Linked DNA regions of Ovis aries: region 1 is linked to region 2. The links are chromatin contacts, called in public Hi-C maps. All regions are on one chromosome and are shown on one strand. Each heading gives the region's core, a stretch centred on a gene start, on an enhancer-like site or on the middle of the called end of the contact. The rest is flanking DNA. Distances are from core to core; before and after follow the strand shown.

Region 1 (6,406 bases), core at 2,678-5,177, 520 kb after region 2:
GAGCAGGCAATCCCTGGTGGCGCTGAGTCCAGGAAGACCAGGAGGGACTCCAGCAGGCAGGGTGAAAGATAGCAGTCCGACCAACCCAGGTCCAGAGAAAGTGGGCAAAGTTCAGAAGGCCTGTGGCTCACAGTTGGTGGTGGCAAGAGAGAGAACTGAAGAAGCAGGTGGAGGCCCATCAAGGAGGCCCCTGAGGTAATTAACCTGGGAGCAATGGGGAGCCAGCGAAAGAAAGTCTTAATCTGGAAACTGCTTTGGCCATATTTGTGTTTGCGTTTTGCAGTGACCATTCTGATTGCAGTTAGGACAAGAAGGGAAAAGAGAGAATCAGAAACATAGAGGCCTATTAGGAGACTACATAATATTCATTTACTTAAAGTGAACATTTAGTGAAAGCTTACTGCGAACCATGCACCAGTCTTGGCCCCAACAACAAAACAGTCAAAACCGTTAGTGAGGATCTGAGTTAAATTACAGGTACTGGAGACTGGCAGGGGGCCAGGGCTAGAAGGTCTTAAAGAGAATATGTAGAATTTGGGGACTATGGCATTTTGATATATCAAATATATTTTCCATGGTGGGGGGAACTGATGTCAGCATAATTCAGGAAATGTCTGAACCCATAGGGAGGCAAACACACTGACTAAAAGTAATAGGGTTCCAGGTTAGATTTTGGGGTCAGAGAAATGACAGAGGAGAAAAATTGGTGTGGTGAAATCTGAATACATAAAATCTGGAGGTTGGTTAGTTAATAGTCACATGTCAATGTTAATTTCTCAGTTGTGACCAAGTTCCATGGTTATGAAAGATGTGAATATTAGGGAAAATTGATGAAAAGTATGTGGGAGCTCTATGGTATCTAGGCAGTGTTTCTATAAGTACAAAGTTACTCTTCCCCTCAAAGTCTGTGTCTATCTATGAAATATAAAATATATTTATATCATACAAATGTAATAATACATATAAAGTATTGCATATTTTGTATAACCTCCAAGCACATTGAATATAAAAATTATAAAATACTATCATATCAACATTCAGACAACCAAGATCATGGCATTCAGTCCCATCACTTCATGGCAAATAGATGGGGAAACAGTGAAAACAGTGTCAGACTTTATTTTGGGGGGCTCCAAAATCACTGCAGATGGTGATTGCAGCCATGAAATTAAAAGACACTTCCTCCTTGGAAGGAAAGTTATGACCAACCTGGATAGCATATTAAAAAGCAGAGACATTACTTTGCCAACAAAGGTCCATCTAGTCAAGGCTATTATTTTTCCAGTAGTCATGTATGGATATGAGAGTTGGACTATAAAGAAAGCTGAGTGCCAAAGAATTAATGCTTTTAAACTGTGGTGCTGGAGAAGACTCTTGAGAGTCTCTTGGACTGCAAGGAGATCCAACCAGTCCATTCTGAAGGAAGCCAGTCCTGACTATTCATTGGAAGGACTGATGCTGAAGTGAAACTCGAATACTCTGGCCACCTGATGGGAAGAACTGACTCATTGGAAAAGACCCTGATGCCGGGAAAGACTGAAGATGGGAGGAGAAGGGGGCGACAGAGGGTGAGATGGCTGGATGGCATCACCGACTCAGTGGATGTGAATTTGAGTAAACTCCGGGAGCTGGTGATGGACAGGAAGGCCTGGCGTTCTGCAGTCCACGGGGTTGCAAAGAGTCAGACACAACTGAGTGACTGAACTGAACTGATACAAAATGATCCTCTTAATGTAAAAATACTCAAAGTTGCTATATAGTCTGCTGCTGCTGCTGCTAAATCGCTTCAGTCGTGTCCGACCCTGTGCGACCCCATAGACGGCAGCCCACCAGGCTCCCCCGTCCCTGGGATTCTCCAGGCAAGAACACTGGAGTGGGTTGCCCTTTCCTTCTCCAATGCATGAAAGTGAAAAGTGAAAGTGAAGTCACTCAGTCATTTCAGACTCTTCCCGACCCCATGGACTGCAGTCTACCAGGCTCCTCCGTCCATAGGGTTTTCCAGGCGAGAGTACTGGAGTAGGGTGCCATCACCTTCTCTGGCTATATAGACTATGAGTACATAAATGTGTATTTAAATTCACAGAGTATCTTTGAAACACATATGACTTGGTACCATAGGCCCCTTGCAGCAGAGAACGGATGTGGGAATGGGATTCCTAGCGGGCTCTGGCTTTGTCTGTAATGTGCCACATTCTGTAGGAAGTAGGCAGTGAGGATGCCCTTTGAAACTCAGAGCAAGCAGCACTGGCTGCTCCAAGCCCCTGCATTTCCTGCCCCTCGCAGGGTGCAGAAAACTCTGGCTCCCCCTGAGCCATGCCCCCCACTCCCGGCACAGCTGGCATGCCAGCAACCCCTGCTGCTGCTGGGGAAGTGGCTTTGCCCAGGTATGCAGCAGGACCTGTGTGCTATTTACACACGCTTCTCAGAGAGTTGGCACCCAGGGTCCAAGTTCTTTCTCATATCTAGCTATTTTTTTTTTCATTCCAACTCAGAGAATAAGGAAAAAACATCCTACTGTGAAAAGAAGTGTTGAATTACAGAGAATAATAGGAAAGACCAGCTAATTGTGAAGCCCTCCTATGTGGTATAATGGGTGTTAACAGCTGCTGCAGGAGCAGAGACTCATGGCAGGATTTGTTCCGGGCAGGAGTGCACTGGATTTCTTACATTCCATCACTTTAAACATCAGGAAAAGGTCCACAGCCTTGGGGACCACAGCCCTGCAGTAGCACTTGGACAAATCTTAGGAGTTTACCTAGTATAATAAAGGTCATCTGGAAACCCACCTGACTTGCTTTGGTGTGTGGCTGAGGCCTCCTTTGTGGCCATTGCATACCTCCTATCTCTCTAGCTCAGGCTGGAGTGGACCAGGGTCTCTCTGGGGACTAAGAAGCCAGAGAGCTGGTGGGTAATTCCTAAATCTAAATTGAGCCCAGACTCCCATCTTTTCCCTGGAGAATGACACCCACTTCCATGCTTTATTCTCCAAGGTTTCTCTAAGCCCTGGAGTGCCTTTGAAACTCATGGAAGTGTGGAACTGGGAGAAATGCCAACTTTGCTTTACTGGCATTCTAGAAAACAGGTTTTTAAGAGTTCCCAGTAGTGTTTTGTGTTTAAAATAAGTCTGGAAGGGAGATAGCAAAGAGAGCCAGCCTTTTTTCCAACAGAAGTCTTTGGAGAGGACCAGTTCATGTGTAGGGTAGCAGAAGGAAGAGGTTCTAATCTGTATTTGGGCCAAAGTGGTAAGAGGGGGAGGGGAACTACTGCAAATATATAAGAGATAAAGAAACAGAATTGTGCATTCCCACAGTAAATCTTCCTTCAGAACACTTCTCTCCTGAAACCAGAGACTTTTGTGAGTTTTGTTTTTGAAAAGGAAATGTGTTCCCGTAGAAAGGGTTTTTTTTTTTTAATATTGTAGCTAAGTTGTGTTTTATGCCTGGAGGTGTCAGTCTTACCTGTTAACAACAGCATAATTTGTTGTTGTTGTTCAGTCCCTTAGTCGTCTCCAGCTCTTTGCGACCCCATGGACTGTAGCCTGTCAGGCTCCTCTATCAACAGGATTTTCCAGGCAAGAATACTGGAGTGGGTTGCTGTTTCCTACTCCAGAGGATCTTCCCAGATAAGGGATCGAACCCATGTCTTATCTTAATACTCTAATTGTTAACTCTGGTTTATTGAGCCCCTTCTATGTGCCGGGAGTGTATTTTGCACATACTATCTCATCCAACCCTAGGAAATAAGTGGCATTATCCTCAGTTTACAGATAAGGAAATCAAGAGCCAAAGAGGCAAAGAATGACGTTCAAGGCCACAGGCTGATCATTGGCTGAGCCAGGATGGGGACATATGTTTGTCTAATCATTGAGCTCCTCATTAAACAGATATTGGCCTTGGTTCCACTGTATGCCAGGCACTTTGCCAGGCACTGGGATCCAGTGGCGAGCCCGATATGCTGAGGCTGTTGACCTCGTGGAGCTTCCAAGCAGTGGGGATAATGTCATTTGGATTAAATCTAGTCAAGCAGTGACAGTGAAAATTCTTTTCATCAGAAGATATCACATACCTTATTTTTAGTCTTGCTTTGGATGATATTTTCTGTTAATTTAAAAAATGCAAACAGAGGTAATTGATGTTTAATCAGAACACTCAGTGTATTTTAATAAAGAATATCTTAAATCAGGGGGGAAAAAAAAAAGAAAAACCTGTACTGCCATATGGACTGCACTCCTACTCCAGTCCTGGCAGAGGAGCCTTAGCGCAAGGCTCATGCTGCCTTAGGCTCCACTGCCACCTGGTGGCAGCCATCAGAATTGCAGGCATGGTGGTCCCGGAAACGCACTCCCCGCCCCCACCACCACACCTCTTCCTCATTCCACTAGAAGGCACGTTTCTGGTTCAGCCACCCAAACCCTCCAAGCTCAGTTGGCCACAGCCCAATAGGTACTTGTTTAGCTGTAAACTGATGGCAGCCAGATCAGTATTAGCTTTCTTTCATCTATATGTTCTGAATGTCTGTTAGTGACCTTTGAAATGTTATAATCAAATTTGTTTACAGGTATCGATGGAAAATTACATATACATGAATACTTGGTAAAACTTTGGAACTAACCTATGCAAATAATGGTTTTGGATACTTTCAGATGACTTCAAAACAAAGCAGCATCGTTTGGCTCCTAATATACCTCTCAACCTCACCTCTTCTCAAACCGTTCTGAATTTTCTAAGCTCTCTCACCCGCCTGTTGCCTGTCTGTGTTGCTCTGTCTGCCTGGCATTGCTTTCCTATATCTTTACCTTTTCAATTTATTCTTTAAATGTCTAATCAAGGCCGACTACCAATAGGGAATTCCCTTGAAGCAAATCCAGACACAGCAATGCTACAGAGCTGTGCGTCTAGAGACATGGAAGATGGCTTCTGAATACCCTCCTTGTTTCTTTAATAACTGTGACAAGTTTGCTTAATCTCTCTGAGTCTCACTGATTTCACTCATTAAGTATGAATAATAATGTTCCCTACCCCTAGCATTGTTGTCAGAGTTAAAAAAAAAAATTCATGTAAAATGCCTTCCCAGCACCATGCCTGGTATCGAATACCTGGTAGAAGCAAGGGTGTAGGTGGTGCTGCTGGTGACTGGACCCCTGTGAACACCTAGAATCCTGATTGATGCCTGCCTAGTATAGGACTGTCCAGTGTTTTCCATTGCTTATTTGGTCTTACTTGTAGGAAAAAGTCTGTTTCCTAGGAGTTAAAGATAATATAAATGTCCAGCCTTGAAGTTGATGAAGGTGCTTGCCTCCAGCAGATCCATCACTAAATGTCCCCCCAGGGCTGGTACGCTTTCCCAGCTGAAACCCGCAGAGACGTGCACGTCAGGATGGAAGGTGTTAAGCCGATGGCACTCGTTTTGGTGATGCTGCTGTGGTCGAGCTCATCCAGCGCCTCCGCGTTGGCCCCTGTGGCTGGTGGACTGGCCACTGCGGTGTGTTAGCCCCGTGCTTTCTCTATGCTTTCCAGCCAGAACCGTAAATGTCGCTCTGTTTCTCTGACCAGGTAGTCGATAGTGACAGACCGGAAGGGTCCAAGTTCCGGCTCACTGGAAAGGGAGTGGATCAAGAGCCTAAAGGAATTTTCAGAATCAATGAGAACACGGGCAGTGTCTCTGTGACACGGAACTTGGACAGAGAAACCATCGCTACCTATCAAGTGAGTACCCCTGAGTGCCCACCCCCCACACGGAGACGTGTCTTTCAGAGACTGCTTTCCTCCCACTGAGCTCATTATTTCTGTGCTTCATCAAACCCGGGGCTGCACGGCTTTAAGTGTGTCTCTGTGGGAGCCGAGTGGCATTGAACCCTGACAAGCAGCAGTGAGGGCCCCTGTCTCATCAGTAGAGCCCTCCAGGTTTGCATAAAACTTTGGGCATGAAAAACCAAGAAGGGGCCCCTGGGGGATCTCAGAGGAGGTCAGAAACTCTACGTTAATGTTGGTTTTCCAGAAGCCAGCTTGATAATGAAGAGCTATAAAAAGAATAAACCCTTGGACCTGCTCATTCTACTTAGAGAAATCCATCCTAAGGAAATAGGGAGGAATTCAGTCAGATTTTTGTACCATGATGTTATAGCAGGACACAATCCTTAAAATAGAAACAGTTGCTAGATATTCAGCAATATATAATGGTTAAACTATGGCACAATTTTGCAAGGAAGCTTTCTACAACCGTTTAAAATATTTTTGAAGAAGTTCTAGTTACATGGGAGATTTTCAAGATATTGAATGAAACAGACACACCAGCACATATGGTGTCCTCATTACAGATGGAGTGTTTACACATATCGTGATGGGTACGTGTTTGTGAAGAAGCATGATAGAGGAAAATCAAAGTCTTAGTGACTGTATTTGGTGTT
Region 2 (5,764 bases), core at 290-2,789:
CGTGTAGTGCTTTTGCCTTAAGCAGAGTCTGGACTGTGTGCTTCAGGACCCCTTAGAATGGTTTGTATGACCAATGAAGAGACCTGGGGGGCTCTGCCTCTGGCCTACAGATTCAGAAGTCCTCAGGATGGGGCACAGGCATCTGTATCCTGACAGACTTACTGTGTGATTCTGGTGTGCAGCGAAGTTTGGGAACTACCGCCCCGAGCGTCAGCAGCACTTCAGCCCTGCAGTGCACTCTCAGCGTGGTCCAGCACACTGTCTGGGAGGGAATGGGGAAGGCCACGGGGTGGCTGGGCCGAAGGGCACAGGAGCCCTCGCTTTGTGGTCAGACCTGTGCCTCTCTGGACTGTTAGCAAGCTCCAGAATTCCTCTGGACACGAGTTGCCCCGTGGAAAGTGGAGGTGGGGACAGTGCCTGTTATGATGCTAGAGGTTTGGAAGTTTGAATGGGAGGTGTCCGTGGTGTGCCCAGCACAGTGGCGCCCTGACAGTGTGTGTTCGTTGCTCTCACTACCGCCCACATCAAAGGGGCTGCACCAGCTGGATCCATAGGCTGTGGATGAGCCTCATTACCAAACCTAAGACTCACTTTTAGGGCTTTCTGAGGCTCAGGCATGAGCACTGTTTCCCAAGGGTATGGTAGGAAACCCACTGCTGACCACCGGGCACCTCTCAGGAGCAATTCCTGTTCAGAACCTTTGGGGCATGGTTAGACAGGGAGACAGCTTGTTGGATAAAACTGAGTCTCAGATCCAAGGATGGATCCCTCAGATGCCCGCTGTAGGGCAGTCAGAACCTGTCCTGGCCTTTCAAGCACAATAGAGCATATTGCCCTATCACAGCTCCTGAGAAAGGGACGCATGTACACTATATCTTATCCACATTAATAAAGTCTACAGAGAACACAGTGGGCCTTTTAGGACCTATCCACTGAGCCTTTTAGGTGACGCATTCTAGTGCTCGTGTAATTGTAATTCCGATCACATTGGTTGTGATGCTGTCTTCAGTCCTCATAACTAATTTGACTGGAGAAATTCCAGAAGGACTTAAATGTTTCTCATTAAAAGCATCATAGATAACTTATTCAACTTTGTAGCTAATTGTAATATCACCCAATATAAAGCCACCAAATTAAGATGCTATTTCTTCTTTTGTGATTGGTAGGCAAACCTTTTCCATACGAGTATGCCCTCTAGAATCTAGAGCAATTAAGCATATATAATTGGATGGAACCATTTGCTCTCCCATCATCACTCTCTCTAGTGAGATGTATCCCAGCCCACTTAGTAGTCTTGCAAAGACAAATGTCCTGAACTCTAGTTAGGGAGTTGACAAATGGGTCTCTATAAGCAGCTTAAGTGTTAAATATTTCTCCTGGCCTCTTTGACAGAGATGTGTTTTGTTTTCTCAGCATGGAAAATTTCTTTCAGTTTGTACATTTTTACTTTAAAAAATAAAGAGAAGTCATTACATGCCCTTATTCTTGACCTGCCTTCAGGAGCAAATACCATTGCGAAAACAGCTCCTGTTGCGTAATTGCTGCTTATAGCAGAGTTTGAGGTCCGGCCTGGGTTTCTTGAGTCACTGAGTATATGGGCTTCTGGCTGCCCTGCCTACTCACTGTGCCTGGGAATTTATTGGAGAGATTTAATAAAGCAAAAGCGGGATTTACCAGCTACCACCAAAGTATTTGACCTCATGCTGAATTGCAAATTCTCCCCTAATCAGAACACTAGAAAGTCATCTGGAGGGATCAGGAAATAACCTGAAGATTTCATAGGAGAGAGAGAACAAGAGCACTGTGGCCTGGTGTTACAAGGAGACAACGTAGAGCTATTTCTTTACTCTTCCTTCTCCACCCTTTCCCCCAGTGGATTCTCCTTTGGGCACATATGAGCGTGAAATGAGGGAAAAAGTCACTTGAAACGAAATTGAAAGCAACAGTGACTCTGGAAGCAATGAAAAGTTCACATGTGCAAGGAAGCCTGAGGTCAAAAGTTCTGTAACTGTATTCGGCCCAGGTTTGCTGAATCTGGTGCTGCAGGACAGACGCACACAGGCCTGGCAGGTAGAAAGACAAGTGGGCTATGACTAGGGGATGAGCTCTCATTGGATTCTCAGAATGGGCCAAACTTCTGTAGTGTGCAGAGTACATAGACTGGCGCGTAATCTAGGGTAGTTGGGCAGGAAACTTAAAGACAAATCCCTGGATTGCCCTTTAATAAATCATCTCCTTCAGCAGTCATTTTTCCTCACCAGGCAATTCAGTAAAAGTTAGAACTGAGCATAATGTTGCATAGCATTTCAGCACATCTGGTCCTAATATGGAGTAACAGCTGTTTAGCACCTGAGACATAAGCAAAGCGTTTCTCCCATGACTGTTACTGTGTATGCTCCTGGAGGCACAGGGTTGCCGAGGCAGGTCTGCTTCCCAGGGTCCCCTCTCACAGACGGCAGTGACAGCAACGATGTCAGTAGCATGATGCTGGGTATCACGTGTTGTTTCACTGTGTGCCAGACACTGCTAAGCATGTTTCATATATGATTGCATTAAATCCTCGCCTCAGCCTTTTGTGAGCATTAGGATGAAGTTAAAAGAGGTCATAAAGCCAGAGGTGGATTCTGCTCCAAGTCGAACGCAAGTCTGTCCAGTGCCAAAGCTAACTCTCTGTTACCATTGCAATAAATTTCCTCTAAGTAAAGTAAATGAGAAAAGAACACAACTGTATAAGTCACAAACGACAAGGAGCAGAAGGGGAACACGGAAGGACTTTTTATGGTCTTGTTTCAGAAAGGGCTTCCCTTGAGGCACAGCTGGTAAAGAATCTGCCTGCAACGCGGGAGACCTGGGTTTGATCCCTGGGTTGGGAATATCCCCTGGAGAAGGGAAAGGCTACCCACTCCAGCATTCTGGCCACTATACAGTCCATGGGGTCGCAAAGAGTCAGACACAACTTTCACTTCACTTTTCAGAACGCAAGGTTCATTTTTGCTACCGTATTGTATTGTATACACTGTCACCAGGTGGCGGTATTGGTCCTTGGTCACATGAGCCAATCAACAAGCCCTGTTTTTCCCCCTAATATTCAAAATGGTAACTTCCTGAGCAAAACCATATTTATGAGACTTCCTGTACAAATATTCAATCAAAAATTTTACAATCAACTTTTAAAGAAAAGAATATCTCTGTACCCAATATCAAAACACATAAAGCTTTAAACCAAACTTCATAAAAATAGTTTTAAGATCCATAGGTGTGTTTTTTTTTTTAATCACTAACATTTAACTGTTACTCAAATACCCTAATCTACCCATAATCTTCTATCCAGACTCTGATAAAATTGCTAATCTTTGTGATCCAACTGAAATCTAAATATACAAGCTTCCCTAGAACTCAGGTTCTTAGATCCTTATCCAGGTTTCTAAAGATATTAGTTTTCACGTTCAGAGTTTCCTTAGGGCTTCTTTTCCATTCACGACCTGTTGCTTTATACAAGAGGAGACATGTATACCACTCTTATATACGCAGGGGGTCTTCCCTGGTGGCTCAGACGGTAAAGAACCTGCCTGCAATGCAGGAGACCTGGGTTTGATATCTGGGTTGGGAAGATTCCCTGGAGAAGGGCATGGCAACCTACTCCAGGATTCTGGCCTGGAGAATTCCATGGACAGAGGAGCCTGGTGGACTACGGTCCCCAGGGTTGCAAAGAGTCAGACACGACTGAACAACTAACCCTTCTTCCACTTAGATAAGCAGATGTGTCCAAAAGTGAGTGGAATTATATTCCTGAGGAGGGCCCCTTCCTCTAAGTGTCCTTTACATTATGTGTCCCCGAAAAAGGAGGAATTTCTCCAGATGCCTTCCTGTTTCCACCCCTGCCTTGCCTGCCACTAACTCCTGTTTTGGAAAGAATGTCCTCACTTCTAAGATGCTCTCTCCCTTGTTTCTCAGTGCTTTAGTTAAGAACTAAGACTTTGAAGTGGGCAGATCTGTGTTCAAATTCTAACTCTGTAACTTTCTCATTGTGTGAGTTTGGGCAAATTACTTAATTTCTTAAGTTTCAATTTTCTTATCTGCAAAACAGAAATAAATAAGACTAATAACAATACTCTTTTGGGTAAGAATCACCTGAGATAATGTGTGTGATCAGTTCAGCAGAGCACCGTGCTCCTCATTAACCCTCAATAAAATGGGAGCTAGTATTATTGTGCAGTGGACTCTTTCGTCTGTTTCTCTATTCTGATTTTTCTCTAAGCTCTAAGTTATAAACTGTCAGCTTAACACCTTAGCTTAGTACATCAGTATGCGATGATTACTCGGCAAGGTCAGTTTTAGCCCTCCCTAGCCACTGATATTATTGTCTTGGAATCATGCAGAGTCAGAATGCCCGATGCCATTCTTGACTCCTTCGACTCTCAGTTGGCCCCCGACCCCTTTGCCCATGTTGTCCTACCCACACCCCTGCGTAATCAGCCGCTGACTCCCACTGTTTCCTCTCTCATCTGCCTTAGGGGGCGTCTCTTAGAAGCCTCAGTTCCATCCTCCCCCAAACAGTCCTATTGAATTCCTGCTTTCCTGGTTTCCGCAGTCACCCTTGGACTCTCTTGGTAGGTGAGGGTTTCACATCCCACTTAGGAAAGGAAGCATTTTCACTTCTTGTGTCCTCCCTCAGGGCCCAGTGAAGCACCTGGTCTGAACTCAGGGTAGGAATTTGGTAGGTGTAGGTGGTTGATTAGCTTCCTCTACCTGTTGTTTCTCCCCGCAGCTTTGGCTGCTTTCTTCTGTCCTGTATTTAGCAAGGCGTTCATTCACTCAAAGACTTGCTGGACTCCGTGCCGGGGCACTCGGGCCCAGCAGTGGTGACACACGGCGCTAGCTGCTCCGCGTGTAGAGTCTCCCAGACCAGGGCTCAAACAGCTGTGCCCAGTGCTGGCAGGTGGATTCAGGACCACTGGACCACCAGGGCAGTCTGGGAATCCAGTTTCAGTGCAGCAAGCATTTGCTGAGCTCTGTAACCCAGGCGCTTCCCTGGGTACTAGGGCTTTCAGCAGTGAACAAGATAGCCATGGCTCTGGTGGAACTCACACCCCAGCAGAGACGCTAATATTAGATAAATAATTCCAGGAGCCATGGAGGTCACAAAGGGGAGAAGGAGGGAGCACAGTGGAAAGGTTTTTATTCTGACTTGGGAAATGTCCCCTTGAAGAAATGGTATCAAACATGAAGTTGAAAACCAAGTATAACAGAGATCTAAGCATGGTGCACGCTGGGGCAGCGAGAAGAGGGTTCACATTAGAGTGGACTGAAGGAGGCTTCACAGAGATAGTGCCGCTGGCCTGAGCTCCTGGCGTCTGCACAGAAGTTTGTGATCCAGGGTGGGCGCATCAGTAACAGAGGCAACCGGATGGGCAGCAACTCCAAATCCGCTCAAACTGAGAGACCTTCTAAGTTCTACCTGCATCCAGCCGTATTCTCTGACATGCATCTCTGCTATGTGGGTCAGCTTGGTGTGTTGAAAGAGTCAACAGAACAGAAGATATCTTTTGCCTTCAAACCTTCCAAAGGCACACCCCAGGGCTTGAGGAGGGAGAGCAGAGCTGCTTCTGTCGGTTTTTCTGTTTGTGCTTTTCTTCCCCTTTAAGAACATCCTTTTGAAGTTTCAGCCCTAAAATCCTCCTGATCGGAATGGCAAACAGGCTTTCATTTGTAACAAGAGGGGAATTAGCGGGAGATCCAACTCCAATTTGATAAACCTTGGCCC

Evidence for each region. A called contact is a pair of places that touch in the nucleus more often than the background predicts.
Region 1: a contact with region 2 is called in a Hi-C map of liver, with 5 times the contacts expected there. The contact joins two enhancer-like sites. A contact is called at or near these places in 2 of 16 Hi-C or Micro-C datasets (liver and muscle).

The regions. Positions count from the first base shown.
Region 1 is chr14:9,209,829-9,216,234 of ARS-UI_Ramb_v3.0, forward strand. CDH13 (cadherin 13) reads left to right here. Exons shown (of 14, transcript XM_004014934.6): 5 at 5,553-5,705. Among named protein-coding and RNA genes, the nearest start is that of TRNAS-GGA, 31 kb to the right of the region's middle. Within about 2 kb of position 3,928, at least 3 of the 54 cell types and tissues checked have an H3K27ac peak or open chromatin away from gene starts, as enhancers often do. A contact at or near this core is called in liver, where this site is marked.
Region 2 is chr14:8,689,217-8,694,980 of ARS-UI_Ramb_v3.0, forward strand. The region is part of intron 1 of CDH13 (cadherin 13); the gene reads left to right. Among named protein-coding and RNA genes, the nearest start is that of CDH13, 38 kb to the left of the region's middle. Within about 2 kb of position 1,540, at least 7 of the 54 cell types and tissues checked have an H3K27ac peak or open chromatin away from gene starts, as enhancers often do. A contact at or near this core is called in liver, where this site is marked.